Regions from separate parts of the Pan troglodytes genome. Here region 1 is linked to region 2. Evidence: chromatin contacts called from public Hi-C data. All regions are on one chromosome and are shown on one strand. The core of a region is the stretch at or near the end of the contact, and the rest is flanking DNA. Distances in the headings are between cores, read along the strand shown. Region 1 overlaps LOC134807558 (a long non-coding RNA gene). Region 2 holds the start of MSRB3 (methionine sulfoxide reductase B3).

Region 1 (3,630 bases), core at 1,052-3,551, 390 kb after region 2:
TCCATGGCCAGCTCAGGACACTGTAGGGCTGGCCCTCCTCCCTCCTCAATGTGAGCCCCTACTCTATATGCTGAGGAATTCCTCAGAAGGTGACTTTACTGACCTGAGGAATTCCTCAGCATATAGAGTAGGGGCTCACATTGGGGAGGGGTGCTGGGCTTCAGCGGCAGCTTTACCCTTTGTGCAGCCAGGGATAGCCACCTGGTGGGGCTTGTTATGACAGAGTGACCTGCACTGGACACAAGGTAGTGTGTATGCCCTAAATCAGACAGAACATTTATTTTCCCTTACTTAAAATAAATCACTCTACTTGTTTTAAAAGGAAGCTGGGCCGGGCGAGGTGGCTCACGCCTGTGATCCCAGCACTTTGGGAGGCCGAGGCGGGCGGATCACTTGAGGTCAGGAGTTCGAGACCAGCCTGGCCAACATAGTGAAACCCTGTCTCTACTAAAAATCCAAAAATTAGCCGGGCGTGGTGGCGCTCGCCTGTAATCCCAGCTACTTGAGAGGCTGAGGCAGGAGTATTGCTTGAACCCGGGAGGCGGAGGTTGCAGTGAGCCAAGATCATGCCACTGCACTCCAGCCTGGGTGACAGAGCAAGACTCTGTCTCAAAAAATAAAAATAAAAATAAAATAAAAGGAAGCCGTTTTCGAAGTCATTCTTCAAGAAATAATGATCCTTAGCTGGGAACTTTGTACCTGGGTGCCCCTTATTCAAATGCCACGTCTATATACTTTTTAAACTTTACTAGATTAGAGCACAGGTGAAGGAGGTAACAATGGGACCCATTCTGCCTTTCCTCACACAAGCACTCAGTTAAGAGTAAAATGTCCAGCGTAAATTGCTAGAGCCAAAGCAGCTGGAAAATATTTCCATGAAGCAATAGTGACATCTAGTGGTCAGATGAAATAATCACACTCCTGCTCACTTCAAGTGAAGGAGGAAAAAACAAAACCCCAAGCCTTTTTACTCTCCTTTTATACCTCTTATCCAACCATACCTGACAGGGAATTGGTTGAAAAATCAAAAAAGTCAGTAAAACAGAGAATCATTAAAATGATACATGCAGAGCTCACTAAACACTTTAACCTGGAACATACATCTAACTATGCATGTATTCACCAATCATGTGATGCATGGCCAGGGTCTCTTTCCTGAATGCAGATCCACCAAGTTGCTGCTAGTCTCTGTTGCACAAACCAAACCATTGTACATCATATACAGTGCCCAGTGTTTGCTTATTATATGGTGAGAACCTTAAGACACTTGTGAAACAAAATTCCCTCCACTGATTTTTATGATTTTTTTTCTCTTATAGTTGTCTCTCTCACCTTTTATTCAATGATGCTTTTTTGGTAACTCAGTTTTATCGAGCCTTTCCAAAGCTTTCATCTTAGATTGTATAGGAACGGTAACTCTTTCTCTTTGTACTCATATTTCATCTGTTTATTAACTATCTGATCAAATACAAATCCTCCAAACATAAACTGGAACAAATGAAATGGAAGGAAGATGTTTATTTCGATAAGGCTTACCTATGTTCATTTTTTTTCCTAAGCCAGGGGCAGGAGTATTTTTAAATCTGATTTAAATTTCCAACGTCCACTGCAATTATTTCATTTCACCTCTCTCTCACTTTCCTGCAGCGCAATTTCCCCCCACCTCCTTCACTTACAGCCCAAATTCCCATCTCCTGTTCAAATGGAGTAGAGATTCCGTCACTCTCTCCCACCTCTACCTGCTGTACTTCCCCACACCAGCTTCTCAACATTTCTGTTTCTTCAGCCTTCCTTCTTATCTCAAAGAAGAGGAAGCTCCCAAGTGTGCATTTACCATTTGGTGTTTGCCTTTCGTTCACCCATCTGTCCTTCCCTGCGGGACTTTAAACTCCGTGAGGGAAGGAATGTGACTTTACTGGTCTGTGAAGCTCCAGAGTCCCATCCTGGCCTGAGAACATTGCTCTTAGTGTCAATAATATGAGGTCATGGCTCACTGGAGAATCGGGATAACACCGAGGAGAGTGGTTAGTCATGCCTTTGGGAGACCTTGAGGAACACAGGTCGTCTACCAGGAGAAGCTGTAATGTCATGTCCAACTCCAGCTCAGAGTTTTGTGAACTCAGTCGTAACTACGATTTTTCAGTTCCCAAATACCTTGTCAGTTCTCCCTTCACATGGCAAAACACAGTGTGTTAACTAAGGAAGCCAAGCAGCAAACCCATGGTGTCTCTTACTCTGACAGTCCACCCTATCCCTTGACACTATCCCAGACTTTTGTCTTGAAAGCGTAGCCTAACACCTTTAAAGAACCAAGGCTAATGAAGTTTGCATATCTTTAGGGAAGTCCAAGTGCCTTTCACTGGGCCATCAAGTGCTTTTGGCAAGAAAGATAAGGCAATAGGAGAGCCAATGTAAAGCAATTCGTTAAGATAATAGAAGAAATGGAAAGGCATTATGCTAATGTTCGCAAATGTATGCCCAATTAAGGCTAATCTGCCTTGGGGCGATAATGCCTGATCCCTACATTGGACAGAAAGGAATATTTGGAAGTTTTTCTGCCAGCCTAGTCAAATTCAATTCTGTGTGAATATTAGCCCTTGTGAGTAATAACAGACCTCTTTAGCATCCACTAATTCATATTCTTTAACACACCATCGTTTTTCCCTCAGATTAGAAACATACTTTTTTTTCTCTTTAGGCTAAAACACGCCATTGTTCTGAGGTCCTTTCCGGCTTTATCTAAGAGTGAAAAACAATGCCAAGCGGCCCTTGCCTCTTTCATACACCATGCCCATTAGCTGTACCCCTGTTAACGGGTCTTGGCTTCCATTTCCTGCAAAACTATGACTTTTTAATAATCATGGCCCTTTTGTTCCCAAAGCAACTTAAAAGAGGAGGGACACCAGTGTGGGTCACTGTATTTTAGGATCTAGTTGCCCATGTGGTGTCCACACACCATGAGAGGCCAGCAGTTGTTCCAGTCCAACCCTGACTCTGAGAGAGAAAGATTTTCTGAGTGTCTGTAGTACAGTATCCTCTCCCGTTGCCTCCCAGGTCACAATCTTCCATTACATCACATTAGTGCAGTGGTTTGGGGGTTGCGGGGGACAGGCTTTTAGAAGGACCGTCACCAAGTGGTTAAGAATAAGGGAGCTACAGCCACACACCCAGGTTCAATTTCATCCTCTGCCACTCTCTGGCTCTATGACCTTGAGAAGGTAACATCCTCTCCAAGCTCCAGTTTCCTCATCTATTGCAGAAGAAGGAACACTAAAGCCAGGCGTGGTGGCACGCGCCTGTAGTCCCAGCATTTTGGGAGGCCAAGGCAGGAGGATCACTTGAGCCCAGGAGTTCAAGATTACACCGAGCTATGATTGTGCCACTGCACTTCAGCCTGCGTGGAAAAGTGAGACCCTGTCTCTTAAAAATAAAAGAAGAAACACTGGTACTTACTCTGAGGGGTGGTTATGAGAATTAAAGGAGGCAATCCATGTAAGGCTTTTAGCACAGTGCCTGTCAAACAGGAAGCACTCAATAAATATTAATTGTTATTTTGTGTTTATCTTCCTTCACTATCCCATAGACTCATAATTCTCAAAATTTATGGTCTCTAAACCTCTTTAGACAAAC
Region 2 (3,946 bases), core at 631-3,130:
GAAAAAGAAAGCATACATATGTTTCCTGGCAATAAAATCCACTCTTCACTATCCAGCACAGTATTTTTTAGAAATCCATTGAAAAATGTGAAATTAGAACCTGTTGTATTTCCCAAGAAGTGCTATTAAAGTTACTTCCAAAATATGAATCTATAAAAAACAGGTTTTTTTTGAAAAACAACACTATGCAGAAAGAAACATGAAACTGATATCACTGCTCAAGTTACTGTTTACAAATTGCAAATTGAATAAAGTTAAATATTGTAAATATCTGCCATTAATCTGAACTGACAATTTTATAAGTTATATGAACCCTGAAGTTTTTTTATAGACAAAATTGTTTTTGAAAATCGATCTTGCCACCAGCGCTGCAAATGAAAATATGAAGAGATAAACCAGAGAGTACTGAATATAATCTATGCTTCATAGAGTCATGTTTCAACTAATTTATGAGTCCTAGTTTGCCATATCTTATTGGACAATTTAGTCTATTGGTAGAAAAAACAAAAGCAAACTAAAATCTCCTAAGAAATCTCAGCTCTAAGGAATTATAATTTATATTCTTCCATTCCAGATAAAATTAAGAAGCAAGAAGCTTTGACGACTACTCATCACAAATGTAAAAGTCCATGCAATTTCACATTTACCTTTATCCCTACCTTTGTACTTTAAAATAACTGCTTTTTAAAATAATAATCTGATATTAAATTCCCCCCAACAGTTCCCACATGATTCAAGAAGATTATCTTATAAAGTCTTACTGTAACGACTTCAGAACTGCCACTTCCGATAGCTATTAGCCCTAAACCAAACAAGGCAGGAACAGCACTTTTCATTCATATAGTTTGACTCGAAATAGCCCAGTGTAAAACTTCAAAAATAGACTTGGATGCCTTTTTCTGCTTAAAAACAAAGCAAAACTGATACCTGGCAGACTCGGGGTTCTGTTCGATTTTGGCCTGTGAAATGCCAGCCGGGCCCGCGGGAGTCTGGCCCAGCAGGGGGGCAGCAGCGCAGGGAGGGCGGGCGGCGGGTGCGCTCCCGGGTGCGCCCCTCCCTGCCGCCTGCCCGCCGCCCCGCGCCCCCGTCCTCTCCGAGGCGCGCGGCGAAAAGCGCAGGCCTGGCGGGCCGGTTCCCACGCCTCGGGCCCGTTATCTGAGCGGCAACCCCGGCAGGCTCGACGCACAGAGCAGAGGGCTCCGGGATGGACCCCTCCCCTGCCTCCCGCGGGCTTCCCCGCCAGATCCCTCTCTCCGGGGCCCGCGCGGGGCGAGAGGCTCCCGCGGGTTCAGGTTCGCTCCCGGGACAGGATAAGGTGTCAGTGAGGCTGCCAGACGCCTCCCGTCGGCGGGTGGGGGGAAACCAGCCCTGACCTCCTTCTGTTCGGCCCCTCACCGCTGGCGCGGGGCGCAACCCTTCTGCTCCCCTTCTCGGCTGAGGCAGGGGCTGTCCCCGCAGGCGGCCGAGGGGGCGCAGCAGGCGCAGAATGGAATCCCGGCTCGGGGTCACACCCTAACGTGGCAGGGTCGGGGTGGGAGGGGTGAGGCGAGGAGGAGAGGGGAGGGGAGCCCGAACTTACCGGACTGCGCACTTCCCAGAGCCGCGGCCAGGCAGAGGCAGAGGCAGAGGGAGAGGCAGAGCGAGAGGGGGCGCGGGAGGGTCCGCCGCGGGCTCATGGAAAGGCCAGGCAGCCGCCGCCGGTGTCCGAACCTCGCTCCCTCCCTCCCCGGCTCCGGGCGACGGACGGGGCGGCGGGAGGCATGACGGGAAATTCCTGGGCACGGGCAGCCGAGTCCAAATATGAGCATAGGAGACGAGCGAGGGAGGACCACGGAGCGCGCCGGCCGCGGACGGGGCCCGCTGCCCGGGGCTCGGCGGCCGCCAACTCCCTCCTCCTCTGCCCTGTCCTCTTCCTCCTCCTCCTCCTCCTCTGCACCGTCCTCCTCCTCCTCCTTCTCTGCCCTGCCCTCCTGCTCCTCTCCTCCCCCCTCGTCCTCCTCTGCCCCAGGGCTGCCGGCCGCCTTCTGCCTGGGGGCATTCCTTTCCAACTCGGGACCCCAGAACACAGCCAAACGCCCACCTGGCGTGTTCCACCTGAGACCGCTGAAGGAGTGGGAAACGGACAAACCAACACGAAGAGACCGGACAGCGAGCCAGGGACCTGTGGGAAGACGTGTCAGGGGTTGAGAGCGTTGGTGGTGAGGGGATAAAAAGTTGTGGGAGAGTGAGGCAGGAGCAGGGCTGCCAGTTAGTTACTTGGTCATCCTATACATACAGAACGAGCACTCACTGTAATACGGAGAACCAGCCGCCTGCGTTCCAGGTGAGCGGGCCCTCTCTAGCAGAGGAGGGTGAGTGTGTGTGTGTTCTTGGCCAAAATTGCAAAGGTGCTCGTCCCAAACTTATATTTGAACACCATATATGGAGCCCAGGCAGGCTGGCTGAACAATAGTTTTTCACAACAAAATGCTTAAGTTTACACCGGTCTTTCTCTCCACCTCCAATCTCTATTCATGTCCACCCCCCAACCCCCTCCACACACTTGTTTTGTATTTACCGTAGCTTGTCTAAAATGAAATGGTGTAATTCATTCAGAAGGTGCCACCTCTGATGAACAAAATGTCAGTCCTAGATGTTTAATTACAGGCCCAAGCCTGTAGTTGCCTAATTTTCCTTGGCACTGATAACTCCTTGGGTAATCAAGTCCAAATGACCCTTAGCTTTTCAAGACAACATAATTATGTCTTAATTACTATAATATATTTTTTCCCTCAAACTAATGGGACAGGACCTGGATATGTAGGGTATTAAGTAGTTACTTACGAACATTTTAAGATGCTAGATGATACAGAAATGATTTATTGATCCAAAATACTTAAGGGGTAAATGTCAAACAGATTTAGAGTGTGGATTATTTCAACGTGAACTAAAGTGATGTTAATTTGTACATCACACTATTTGTTTGAAAATGCTATATTTGAAAATCAAGAACCTTGTTTCAAATCAAACTCAGTTCTGGCAAACTATTAAAACACATACACCAAAAAACAGTCCATTGCAAGTGGCTCCCCTCAAAACATCTGGTACTGAAAAACACCACATCCTGTGAATTACATATAGCAAATGGGCAAATGTCACCCTTAATGCATTGGCAATTATAATGGGACTAAGGGTAGATGACCCAGATAAAGTAATGGTGAATAAATTGTAATGCAATGAATAAAGGACTTAAATGACACATAACATGACTATTTAATTAGGTACCTAGAGCCTAGGTAGTTGGAAATACTGAAGAAGCTCTTCAGTATTCCCTCCGTTTCCTCTTTTTTTATAGCCTTGTGTTACATAAGTGTCTGTTTTTCTACTTCCCCCACAACACTTTGCAAAGTTCTTTGCCCATAGTCCAAATGTTTGTTTAAAAACAAAAATAAAATGGGCACAGCCATTTGTAGAAAGAAATATAGAAGCTCCCTAAGTGTAAAGCATGTTTCAAAGGATTGCAATAATTATGCCTATATTTAAAATATTTTAGTGAAGAACCTTACATACAAAAATATAGAATTATAAAAAATGCAATATCATTACAACCTAATTCATGTTAGTAAAAATAGAGAGTTCATTGTATCAACATAGCTGACATCACTGTCAGCAATGCCAACCACTATTCTAAAGGCTTGAATAAATATGCTAAGAGTGGCAGAAAAGAACTAAAGTTACTAAGTGCATGATAAGTGCCAGACACTGTGCTAGATGTTTTTTATACCTGATATCTCATTTAATTCTTACAAATATCTCTGAGATTATTTTTATCCCTATTTTACAGCTAAGGAGACTGAGGCATAGGTAAGTAATATGCTACCAGGAAGAAGTGAAGTAGTATTAGAATTAAATCCTCATTCTAAAGTGCATATATACTTTTACCATACTAATCTGTCTTATTTTCTCT

Evidence for each region. A called contact is a pair of places that touch in the nucleus more often than the background predicts.
Region 1: a Hi-C map of induced pluripotent stem cells shows a contact between it and region 2, with 2.1 times the contacts expected there. The contact joins the enhancer-like site here to the promoter of MSRB3 in region 2. A contact is called at or near these places in 1 of 7 Hi-C or Micro-C datasets (induced pluripotent stem cells) and 1 of 1 datasets of contacts at active chromatin or transcription factors (stem cell-derived excitatory neurons).

What each region holds. Positions count from the first base shown.
Region 1 is chr10:31,157,275-31,160,904 of NHGRI_mPanTro3-v2.0_pri, forward strand. It overlaps LOC134807558 (a long non-coding RNA gene), which reads right to left. Exons shown (of 4, transcript XR_010148279.1): 3 at 3,454-3,513. Among named protein-coding and RNA genes, the nearest start is that of GNS, 130 kb to the right of the region's middle. Within about 2 kb of position 2,302, at least 3 of the 24 cell types and tissues checked have an H3K27ac peak or open chromatin away from gene starts, as enhancers often do. A contact at or near this core is called in induced pluripotent stem cells, where this site is marked.
Region 2 is chr10:30,768,547-30,772,492 of NHGRI_mPanTro3-v2.0_pri, forward strand. MSRB3 (methionine sulfoxide reductase B3) reads right to left here and starts at 1,881. Exons shown (of 8, transcript XM_016923087.4): 1 at 1,580-1,881. The coding sequence starts at 1,808.